2 separate regions of the Zea mays genome follow, and region 2 is linked to region 1. The links are chromatin contacts, called in public Hi-C maps. All regions are on one chromosome and are shown on one strand. Each heading gives the region's core, a stretch centred on a gene start, on an enhancer-like site or on the middle of the called end of the contact. The rest is flanking DNA. Distances are from core to core; before and after follow the strand shown. Region 1 holds the start of LOC541638 (response regulator 9). Region 2 has its middle 54 kb from the start of LOC100272320.

Evidence for each region. Hi-C and Micro-C count contacts between places; a contact is called where the count stands out from the background.
Region 2: a Hi-C map of leaf shows a contact between it and region 1, with 8 times the contacts expected there. The contact joins the enhancer-like site here to the promoter of LOC541638 in region 1. A contact is called at or near these places in 9 of 25 Hi-C or Micro-C datasets (bundle sheath, ear, leaf and 4 more) and 2 of 3 datasets of contacts at active chromatin or transcription factors (leaf and seedling).

Annotation. Positions count from the first base shown.
Region 1 is chr5:95,344,934-95,351,060 of Zm-B73-REFERENCE-NAM-5.0, forward strand. It overlaps LOC541638 (response regulator 9), which reads right to left and starts at 3,992. Exons shown (of 6, transcript NM_001111393.1): 1 at 3,756-3,992; 2 at 2,968-3,120; 3 at 2,140-2,535; 4 at 1,950-2,026; 5 at 330-1,391; 6 at 1-234. The coding sequence starts at 3,909. The coding sequence ends at 181.
Region 2 is chr5:95,611,776-95,617,969 of Zm-B73-REFERENCE-NAM-5.0, forward strand. No RefSeq gene overlaps it. Among protein-coding and RNA genes, the nearest start is that of LOC100272320, 54 kb to the right of the region's middle. Within about 2 kb of position 3,771, at least 19 of the 20 cell types and tissues checked have an H3K27ac peak or open chromatin away from gene starts, as enhancers often do. A contact at or near this core is called in bundle sheath, ear, leaf and 3 more, where this site is marked.

The sequences.
Region 1 (6,127 bases), core at 2,742-5,241:
ATATTCGGACGTGACACTGGAACCTGGTCGCTAAACTGAAAAACCAAATGCAAAGGGCATTTGTGATGCAATCTTGCTACTATAAACAACTTTGGACCAATCAAGCGCCGAACCCCTCCACAACCACAAATGCGGAAAATCTCACACGAAGGCAGACTTGATGTAGAGAACTGAAACTTGCTAGACCAGTTCCCAGTCCCCATCAATGAAGGAGACGCCATCGTCTGCGCGGTCCTGCATTGAAAAAAAAACGCATGGTTCACATAAAAATACGGGGCCGTAATGCTAACTACTCTCGAATATAAAAAAAAAGATGTATAGGACCATACCGGCCTAAACATGTCCACGACAATGTCATCCAGACCACCACTAAGTCCCCTTTGCAGCCTACCTGTCCCCATGAGTTCGTTGTTGTAGTTTAGATGACTGCTGACAGCTTGGTGATCAATCCTGCCATCTTGCAGAGGGGGGACAACACAACCACCTGAATTGCTACCACCCAGTGTCTGCCCTGGAACAACAGAACCGTCTATGCGAAGGTTCGGCAATGTAGAGTTGACGCCTGAATTACTAAGCGCAAGGTTGTTATTCAGCATCTCTCTCGAGTTCGTGCTGCTTCCATAAGCGAAGGGCACCGCTTCCTGAGTGAACGGCATCGGAAGACCGTTGCTGGCTAGTGATGCTACTTGGTGGCTCTGCATTTCACTTCCCAGCAAAGGGATCTGACTGGATGCTTCTGTAAAGCTTGAGAGAGGCTCAAGCTTGGGCCTATTCACGATCCTGTCCTTCTGGCCAATCTCCTGAACATTGGATGATGAGACCGCGGTTGGCCAGGTGGTGTTGCACCTTCCAAGATCTGCAAACTGGGGGGGCTCACCAACAAATGAGTTGAAAGGGTCTGCAGAGGAATGCAGCCGACCAAGGTGTTGTTGGTTGCTTGGCTCAAGAGACTGTAATGGCAAGTTGTTTGTCGTAACCAGTTGTGTGCTGTTTGATATGTTCGCGAACGAATTACCAGAAGGGCCAGTAGGAAAGCATTTGCTAGTATCCTGCAGTGGCATATGCGCACCCCTGATCAGGTTGCCGTTGTTCATCCCCCCGACATTCCCTAGGGAAGTGCTCAGATTGTTCTGGTTGTGTCCAATCTGAAGTGGCTGCGAAGGCAGCAGACCATGCATACCAAATGCAGGAGAGTTCATCCTTGCAAGGAGGTTGTTTGGCTGTGAATGGTTAGTGGTTGGAACTGGCCGGTATCTCCCATATGCATTGTACTGCCTGAAGGCGTCTAGTCCCATGTTCACATAAGCAGGGTTTCTTCCTCCAAATGCAGCAGTTAGGTTAGCCTGCCTGCTTGCATCTGCGCTGAGTCTTTTCAGATACAGCCGATACTTCTGCAAACCATCAAAGAAGGATTTATTAAATGTGTTTCTAATTGCAACCAAGCAAAAATAAAAAGTTGCCCAAGTGATCAACGAAATTTGCTGTCTTTCAAAGGACATGAACTGTAAAACCTGATCAATATGCTTGCTGATATCACTTTATGTTTCTTTCAGAAGTATAACAAGCATGTGAAGAAATGCTGATAGGTTTTGAGAAGTTCCTAGATATGGTGAAAACAAAAGAAAATGTAGTTCATGTGTTTTTTTAAAGAAAATGGTAGGAGCTATGCCTTCCATTGAAGTAAGGAAAATAAGAACTCAAAGTTATGCCTCAACGGCAGAGATGCCTCAGTAGGCTAAAACATCTACAACCCCTTATAAAGGCCAAGCCACAAAGAAACAAAAAATGCAACAAGAATCCAAGAATCCTCTTTCAAGATACATAGTGTTGAAGCTTACAGTTGATGTAATCATAAGTTCCAAAGATGTCAGATAATAAACATGTGATGGGCATTATATAGAAACATAAATATGAGGGCAAACATAACTATGTAAGAACGGAAATCACACCTGCAGATGACTTGCAACGTTCTCCCTTGTGATGTTCTCAACATTCATAAGATCCAATATTTTCTTTGGAACAGCCTCTGCATTTATAGTCACGAGTATATGCTATTAAGATTCATGGATAATATACCAAAAAAGAGTAAATTTATTAGTTAACATTCTGATAACTAAGTTATATAATCAGAGCTCTTACTGTCAATGCCAAGCTGGTTGACAGCAGCCACAAACTTTCGGTGCAATTCAACAGACCACACAACCCTTGGCTTCTTCTGGCTCGACGAGTCTCCATTCTCATTACTGTTGTCATCAGAATCATCACCGTCATCACCATTATCATCCCTACCCTTGCGTGAAATTCTCTTGTTGCGATTAACACCGCCATTGTCACCTTCAGCGCTCACCACCTGCAACTTTTTACCCGAATCATCGTTGTCATTGCCACTGTTCTTGGCGTCACAACTCCTCCGCCTAACCACATGCTGCCATATAGTCCTCAGCTGCTCAATACGCACTGGCTTCAGCAGGTAGTCACATGCTCCATGGGTAATCCCCTTCATGACTGTCTGTGTCTCCCCATTTGCAGACAGCACTGCATGATGATGATACAGGGTCAGTTTTCAGATCAAAGACAAATGCAGATGCTGTGCACATTGTACACTGAACCAGCAGAAATAATTGAAGTTCCTGTAGGAAACTAATTGGCGTTCATTATGCCTGCAGACTTTTGTCCTGTCTAACTCTTTCTTTTAGTGGTCACGTGTAGGGAGGGCATACAGAAGTTTTCATGAGGCTTGCCATTCCTCCCAAATTCAATGCCTCATTGAACAAGAAAACTTCTTTACAAATCGGGCGAGGTTTTCAGCTGTCTAATGGAGGTAAAAAACAAAGTAACCAGATGGTACCATACAAGATATATTCATTCCACAATGATGATTTTTCAAGCAATGCCAAAATTTTGAGATCATTGGCCTGCTGCAACTGCAATAAAGGCAGGAACAGGAGTGGGCAAGCGAAGGCTTACTAATGACCGGGAGGTCCATCTCGAGGCCCACAAGCTCGAGGAGCTTGAAGCCGTCCATGTCCGGCATGTGGACGTCGCTGATCACAAGGTCAAACTGGTCCTTCTTCTCCCTCAGCAGCTTCAAGGCCGTGGCTGCCTGTCCCGTTGTTGTCACTGCGGCATCACAAGTCAAAGCCCTCCGGAGGAACACATTACACATGTGGAATCACTCGACTTCGAGGAAAGTTAGCGAGAACGATTTTTTTCTTTCCGTTGAACAAAGCCAGACCGCGGTGGAGATCGGAAATGGACAGGACACACAAGTTTACAGAAATCGCGCAGCTGGCGGTTGGAAAAGCTTTGGAAGGTAAGATTGTTCTAAATATAGCCGTGTGCCAGCGCGTGGTAAAAAAAACCAAACAAAATCGGATCAGCAGAGTCAAACCCGATTATTATTATTTGCAGAAGAAAGAAGATGAAACTGAGCCTGACATGACATTACATGGCAAAAAAATATTTCACGGCGAAAACAACAGGAGGAGGAAGTGGGGGTGGGGGCATAAAGTCGGGGTTGCTATTTATGTGATGAAAAAAAATGCAAAAACAGCAACCCAAATATCTCCGTAGACTTCTTGATAGTTGATACACGCGAACAACGGAAACTAAATAAAACCAAACCGAAGAGCCGAATCGGGGACAATAAAGGTGAAAAAGAACGGCAGGATGTATGTACAATCCGATGAGAAGAGTAGGGAACCAAGCATACGGGGAAGAGAGAGAGAGAGGGGAGCGAGAGGAGCGTGGCATACCATGGTACTGGCAGCGGAGCAAGAGGTTCTCGAGGATCTTGAGGCAGGTCGGGTCGTCGTCGACGGCGAGCACGCGCATGCCGACGGGGAACTGGTCCTTGGCGCCGTGGCCGCCGCTGGCCCTCGCCTGCAGCTTCAGCTCGTCGACGGTCATCTCCGGCGGCTCCGGCTCGGCGAATCCAACAGCAGCGGAAGCCGCGGAACCGAGAAACCAGGCACCCGGATCACCCAAGCAAGGACCCTCCTGTACGTACGCAGGTAGTAGGCAGGAAGGCAGGCTCACAAGGGCGGTTGTCTGGATCCTAGAAATCCAAGAAACGGCGGGGAAAGGCGGGGAGGTCAAAGCAGGGGAGGAGAGCGAGAGCAGCACCAGGAGAACGCAGGCAGAGAGAGAGAGATGGGGTTGGGGGAGAAGGGTGTGTGTGGGGTACGGTGAAGAACCCAATAATAATAGGAGGGAGGTGAGAGAGAGGGGAAGAGGAAGGTGAACGGGAGATTGGATTGGAGGGAGCTCATGCAGTGCAAAGATGGTAACCTTTTTTTCGGCCTCCTTTCGTTTTCCTTTTATTACGCTTTCATATTTCCTGCCGTTTATTCAGGCCTCTATACGCCGCTGCTGTGCTGCCAGTGCCATCGGTGGGGTGGGGTTGGGGTGGGGGGGGCCGTTTTTTGTTTCTTGCCGTGGTGCATTCCGCGTGTATACGCGCGCCAGGGCGCCACTGTCCTTTTTAGGGTTCGTTCCGAGTCGCCTTTTCGGTTCTTGCCATTCTGCGTTTGTGGACAACGTACATAGTACAGCAGCTGTTGTTTTGATTCCATGTGATGTTTTTTTTTATTTTTTTTAAAAAAACGTATATGGCTCTGGCTCTTTTTATTCCTAATTATTCTCATATATTTCCCTTGTGCTTTTTCTGTATATTTATCTATCTCCGGTTCCTCGAGTAGTATATTTATTTATCTCTGGGACTCGGACGGTTGCGGCGGCAGACTAGTGAGCGAGATAGCTACGGCGGTGTTGGATCTACCCAACCCACCCGGAGACAAGTAACCAGCAGAAGACGGGGGGCATTTTCTTTTCCGGCGATGGTTGGCGATGACGTGGGTCGAGCAGCTGGCCTGGCCAGCCCGAGCTGGGTTTAATTATGGGCTTGCTTGATTAAACAAAGCTCGCGATAAGGTTGATTATTAGCGATGCACGACAGCTCGGCGTCGTCTCTGGGATTAGCTAGCTGCTAGCCCGGGCTTCCGCTCCCGCCGGATCGCAGATCCATTCGTCGACAACTCTCCGGTGTCCACGCACGCACACACGTACCCACTGCCACATATATATAAATATAAATATATATTACTGACCTCTAACTTGAAATTACTATAAACCTCTAGCTCCGTGGAAGGAAAGCGCTTCGCTTTTGAAATATCTACTACTAGCAGTGGGAGGGGGTTTTTCTCTCACACACACACGCAGACATCATCCATCCTTTCCTTTTTTTGTCGCTCGCTCAACAGGAACTCCTAGATCAGGGCAAGCAATAACGCCTTCTAAGGCTATCTGCACTCATACAACTCTAAATTTCTACTCTAAAAAGAATATTCTATCCTTTTTAGCAAGGTTCTCTACTCTATACCATAAACCTCCGCAGTCATATTTACTCCATATCTCAACCCTATACCAACTACTACGTATTATATCATTTTTTAATTCTCTCCTATGTAAACGTGACCGCGTTTTTGCTGGCCAACCTCACGGCACAGTGGATAGCGCACTGCATCCGTACAACGCTTGATATATCGCTCCTCCACTGCCACTGCAAAATAGCGCACTCCATACAGTCTCCGCTGCAGAAGGTGTTTTACGCTATAGTGGATAGCGCAGGCCACGCAGTCTTCGACTGCGTACAGCCTAACAAATAGAAATAAGCTAAAGGTTCTGCGTCCCGGAATTGGGTGCGTTTGTTCTCTCTCGCTCGCGTGCTTTTGCTAATCTGCCGTCCAGCTCCAAGACGCGCTAGCTTAATCAACAAAATATGCGCATGGCATGTGGCTGCTGGTTTTCATTATATGCGAGCAGCGCTGTCCTTGAGCCGTGCGTATATTTATTACCATCATCATGGTGCTTAAAGTACGTACGTGAGGCACCAGTACAACATCATTGGCTTAGTATACTATATAGTACACCCTGTGTTTTTTTGTACTTCCGTGCCAATAACTACCCTTTTTTTCCCCTGCCAGTTTTCTACTATAATATAAGTATTCGCTGGCAATTTCTCTAATAATACGTACGTATTCCCTGGCAGTATTCTGAGGTACCAAACACGTCAGCTTGCCGTCACGGACGGAAGAATCTCGTGGCCGCAGCGCAGATGCCCCTTCAC
Region 2 (6,194 bases), core at 2,521-5,020, 270 kb after region 1:
TCTTATTCATATACCTTTGACTATTTGCAAAAGACTTTGAAAAGATTTTCCCAAAAGAATTTGCAAAAACAAAACATGTGGTGCAAATGTGGTCCAAAATGTTAAATATCAAATCAAACTTATATACTTAGAAATGCTTTCATTTCAAAATAACTTATGCATATCTGTCAAAATGCAAACTAGTTACACTTCTACACTTTATATTTGCTTTGGTTTGTGTTGGCATCAATCACCAAAAAGGGGGAGACTGAAAGGGAAATAGTCTCAATATTTCCTATAATCGATTTTGGTGTTTGACGACCATCACAAACCTTGTGGACTAACCAGTTTGCCTAGTTGATCATTTCACAGGTGAATAATTTCATCTACAACCATTCTAAATCGACTGTCCGGAATACCGTAGATTATTCCGGATAGGAGAAGCTTTTTGGAAAAAAACCTAAGCGCGGACCGTCTGGGCCCTTGCGGCGGACCGTCCGCGGCACCAAGGTGACCCTCGGATAGGAACACTGCAAAAACACAAGTCTACACTACGGACCGTCCGATGGAGAAGCGAGCATCGTCCGAGACCAAGCGTGGACCGTCCGACCTCAGGCGCGGACTGTCCGGTCAGTGAAAACTAGAAAAACCCGAAGGTGACGGGTTCGGTAAAATGTATTTTTAGCGTCCGCGACTGCCTTTATCTGACATCTGATGACGCATTAAATGCTATATAGCCGTTATATAGCCGTTACTGCTGACCATTGCGATTTCAGCCGTTGATGTGTAGGGGCGGACTGTCCGGACCAGGGGCACGGACTGTCCGCGGTCAGCAGAAAAGGAGCAACGACTAGGAAGTGGTTGAGGGCTATAAATACAACCCCAACCAATTACAACCAAGCACTCCAATCCTTCACATTCAATACAAGAGCTAGCAACCCATTCAAAGACACAATCAAAGCTTCCAATCTCTCCAAGTTCCACAATTGAGACAAGTGATCATTAGTGATTAGGGACTTGAGAGAGAGAGTGATCCGTGTGTTATTTGTCGCTCTTGTCGCTTGGCTTTTTGCAATCGTGCTTTCTTCTTTTCCCATTCTTATTCTCAAGTGACTTGTAATCAAAACAAGAGACACCAAGAGTGTGGTGGTCCTTGCGGGGTCTAAGTGACCCGTTTCATTAAGGAGAAAGCTCACTCGGTCTAAGTGACCGTTTGAGAGAGGGAAATGGTTGAAAGAGACCCATTCTTTGTGACCACCTCAACGGGGACTAGGTTCTTTGGAACCGAACCTCGGTAAAACAAATCATCGTGCCATCCGCTTTATTTTCTTTGTTGATTTGTTTTCCCTCTCTCTCGGACTTGATATTCACTCTAATGCTAACCCCGGCTTGTAGTTTGTGGATTAAGTTATAAATTTCAGATTTCGCCTATCCACCCCCCTCTAGGCGACTTTCACTATTCACCCCTCTAGGCTACTTTCAGAGGTAGAGGGAGAGAGAGAGGATGGAGAAGGAGGGAGAGAGGAGAGAGAGAGGATAGGAGGGAGAGGAGGGTAAATAAATATATTTCATAAACATATAAATATTTATTGTAACATATATTATAAATAGTAATATATATATATATTAAGTATACTAAAGCCTAAATAATATCACCTCAGCGTCATTGTCTCAGCCCTCTCATGTCGCCATCTCGCGTCATCTGCAACTGTGTCAAAAAGGAAATCTTTGGGGGTCTACGGGTGCCCCGTCGGGTTTCGAGGTTATCGCAGGTTTGGGTCTAGGGCTAGATTTTCACCCATAGCGGATTCGAGTTTTTGGAGTGGGTCCGCGGACGATGGACTCGACTCAACCCACACTGTGTTGCATCCCTAGCGGCGTGGCCCTATGGTTCGGCGACGCCCAAATGAGACATCACAAAGACGCATGGGAGTAGATGAACATGTGCATCGGATGTATTTTGCAAAGTTTTAGCTGGCTTAGGGTAGCTAATGAACTAATTGTTAGCTAGGGGTTTAACTAACAATTAGCTATGGTAGCACTGAGGTGTTTGGAACCCATATAACTTATTTTAGTGGCTAACATTAGCTCTAGGGTTTTTAAACATGGCCTAAGCCCTATGTCAAACATCTAAAACTAATTGTTAGTAGACTAATAAGTTGTTAACTGGTTTTAGCTTAGTTAGAGAAACTAACAATTAATAGCTATTCGAGAAATATAACTACGATTAGATAGTATATTAGGTGAACCATTCTAAACATCTCGGTTAATTTTAGCTGCTAACTATTAGTTTTAGCGAGTCCATATCTCTTTACATCGTGCATGTGAATATTATCGTGTTGACGTTCTATTGCAGCGGACCCTTCTTTCTCTAATTATCTATGACACCTTTTGATATTAGGGTGTAGCATCCCGACCACACCGGAGCTAGGTTTCCCAAATTCTGTTTCCATTCGCCTCCCGTAAGAAAGCATGGTTCGCTCACGTTTGCTTTAGGCAGATCCTTATTAAAAGCGGTACATCCTCGATAGCGGAGAGCGATGAGCTGAGCGACGAGTGAGGACCCAAGGGCTTTTTCTTTTCTTTTTTTGCTAATAGCTATTTGACAGGTGGATTTGTAGTTTATGAATGGCATGCACGATAATCGTCCAACGAATGTTGGGTTTGAAAAGATTGTTGGATTGGAGTATCATCTGGCATAAAAAAACACACCCTATATCTTTGTTTTAGCTTTTTTATTGAAGTTAGAGTACGATCCATAGGCTATAGCTGGAAACAAAGAAGAGCTCCCGTCCGGTCGCTAGCTGAAAACTGGGATAGGACTCCCCACTTTGTGTTTTCATTCGTCTGATGGAAATGCGTTAATCAAATAAAGAAGCGCTACGTACTCTGTTAGTACTACTAGTTCAGGTGAAACAAGTTAATTCCTAAAATAAAGAAGTAGTGGATGATTAGAGTTAGCGAGTTGTAGCAGCACTAGTAGCGTGCAGTGACAGTAAAGTTCTACTCCAGCTTGGCTTGCTCCTTTCCGAGAAGCGATGATTTTTAATTTTTTACTGGTCCCCTCGAGTCGTTGATGCAGAGAGAAGCTGCACTTGTGCAGTGCATTTCCATTTCCCGCGGCCACAACAATCATTAGCAGGGCTGCGCCCCCCACAAGTCCCCAAGCTACAGCGCACGAATCTCCGTGCGCCGGCCATTGGAGATCCTACTATTGCAGTGGTGTGTGCTGTGCGCGGCAGTCAAATTCGCAGGTGCTAAAAATTATTACAAACGTGACCATGACGCTAGGTTTAATCGCCATCTTTAACCGGACTCGAAACGGCGAAAGAACTCGCCGGTGCAGTATATTAGCAGTACTACGTACTAACACTAGTGCACTTGACGCGCACCCAGCCTCCAGCCAGCTCGCCCAGGCAAAAAAAACAAAAAGGCCGAAGGCGGCAGCTGTGGTAAATAAATAAACTAGCCTAAAAATCGCCACTTTTAAGCAGGCCGGTGAACGAGACGACCGGGCAAAGCGAGAAGAGCGACGACGCGGTGATTCCTTCTCTCTTTTTCAGGCACGAGCGCATTGGCACCAATTAAGTTACCGCCCATTCCCCCATCCTTTTCCCGGGAACTCCACCGAGCCCGAGAGGCCGTCGGCCCGAGACGCCGAGTCTTTTGACGCCTTTCGCGTCCAGGTGCGTCTCGCTCGCTCTCCGTCGCACTCGCTTGGGTACGCGCGCGGGCTTTTCCGGGCGCCGAGCCCTCGGTGGGCGGCCACATGCCAGCCTCTCTCTCTCTGTCTCGCCCCCGCGGAGAAGGGAGAGGACACGCACGGCACGGCGACCCGCGGACGCATGCAGACAGAGGCAGGCAAGGCAACGTGCGTAAAAGGGCCCGGAAAGAGGTGCGGTTGCTTTGCCCAAACAAAAAAAAGTCCGGGTCGGGCGTCCCGCGTCCGCGCCCGCCGCCCGCGCCCCACCGCACCCCACGCCTTCCGCGCCGCGGCGCGGAGCCGGAATGGATGAGTGGAGGGACGGACGCTGTCACGCGGCCTCGTGCAGTCGTGCGTGCCCAAGTGGCCGACCACAACTTGGAGCCCGCGTCTGCAGCACGTCATCTCTCAGCCACAGAAGAAATATATATATATATATATACACCGAGAGACGTTTGATTTTCGGCGTCGAAACTAGGGGTGAAAACGGTCGAAAACGATCGGTAAACACTAAAATAATTTTCGTTTCCATATTTTTTCTCGGAAACGAGATCGGAAACGGTAACTCCTGAAACGAAAACGACATCGGTAATTCGGAATCATCGAAAACAAAAGTTCGATACGAAAATTACACCGGTTACGATCGGTAAAAACTTTAACATATACCCTCAATTGACTTCAAAAAATCACACAAGTCATACATTCATATAAAATTAGTAATAATATATAAGATAGGAGGTCACAATAAATATATAAGGTAAGAAGTATATAATAATAAAATCATTATTATGCATTTAAATAAAGTAGAATCAAGATATGTATAATGATATGACACTGACATTCTATTTGTACCCCTACTACTTGGCATAGTCAATATAATTAGTGTTCTCTTAGTCCTTCTTAAGTTCTCGTGCAAATTATGAATATATGTATCAAGATTAATAATAGATAAGAAAACATAAATAAGATTTATAAAAGTTTCAAACGATTCTAAACTATATATCATTAGATAGATCTTGATTTTAGAAAAATAATAAAATTAGTTTCACATTTTTCTAAGCTAAGATGAGTTTATTATGAATTTATAAAGGTCAGCTCAGATTTAATATTTTTCTAAAAAATACCGAATTTATTACCGACGGTAAAATACCGGATGAAAACGGTAATTTCCAGAAACGGTCGGAAAAAGGCTAAACTGTTTCTGTTTCCGATTCCGATTTTTTCTACCAATTCCGTTTCCGTATTTTCGGTAACCATTTCTGTTTCCGTTTAGATCGAAATTTCAGTAAAATTTCGAAAACGATTCTCGGTATCCGAAAATTACCGTTTCCGTTTTCATCCCTAGTCGAAACCACGCCCGTGACCTGTGCAATTCGTTTCCGCCACCACGGTTGACGTGCTGCCTTGCCGGTTACAGCGTGCGACCAGCTGCAGCTCGCAAAGGCCCCCCCCTTTCTATTTCCTCGCGAGAATTTCAGATTACATTTGGGCAAATCTTTAGTCCAGCCTGGCCCAAGCCCAGGAGGGCTTTGACCCATTACGATGCCGCATAGAGGTTCAGTTGTTCAGATTTCTTTTCTCCATCTAGACCTGGTTCGAGGTTTTTTTTTTTGAAAAAAATTCTAAATTATACCATTCCTTTGAGTTGATTCAATTTACCCCCTTAACAAAATTTATCCTTTTCATTACTTTATATTAACAAAGTTTTCATTTCAAATTTCGTTAGTCGGTACCTAATAACATAATTTAGCTAAAAAATATATTGTATCTTTTTATACTTATTTTGATAAGTTAGGGACCAAATAAGATAGTAACTTTAATGCTATAACACTAGATATAAAATATTGATGAATTTTTTTAAACAAAATATTTTCTAATATGAATTATGATGTCCTCGATTGCTCCAAAAAACATGAACTTAAAATTCAACTTGTACTTGGAGAAACAAAAGGACAAATTTTATTAGAGTGAGATTTGTCTCTTTTTTTGTTTCTCATTGTACAAGTTAAATTTCAAGTTCGTATTTTTTGAGTGGTTGAGGACATCATAACTTATGTTAGAAGAATTGTTAAGAAATTTTCATCATTATTTCATATTTAATTTTGTATCATTAAAGCATAAATAATGTTTTGCACTGTAGATTGCATTATTTATAGAGTGAAGTTTGAAATAGGTGGTGGGATAAAGAGTCTGCGGGAGATAGCATTAACCATAGACCTATATTGGCCAACGGGTCATGTTGTGCCGACCAATGAGCCACGAGTGGGCCTAGGCACAACCCGCCATACCAGTAATCGTGCTGGTCCAGTCTATGGCCCAACGGGCTTATGGCAGCCCATGACGTTTAAATGACAAAAATAAACAAAAAATATACACAAGTGGTAGTTTTAACCATGGTTGTTGCCTTCAAACACACATTTACATCCACCCACCACCACAATTCGTTTTTGTGTTTTATACTTTGTACCCCCCAAGCATAATATAGGTATTTTTATACAAAATGAAAAAAAAG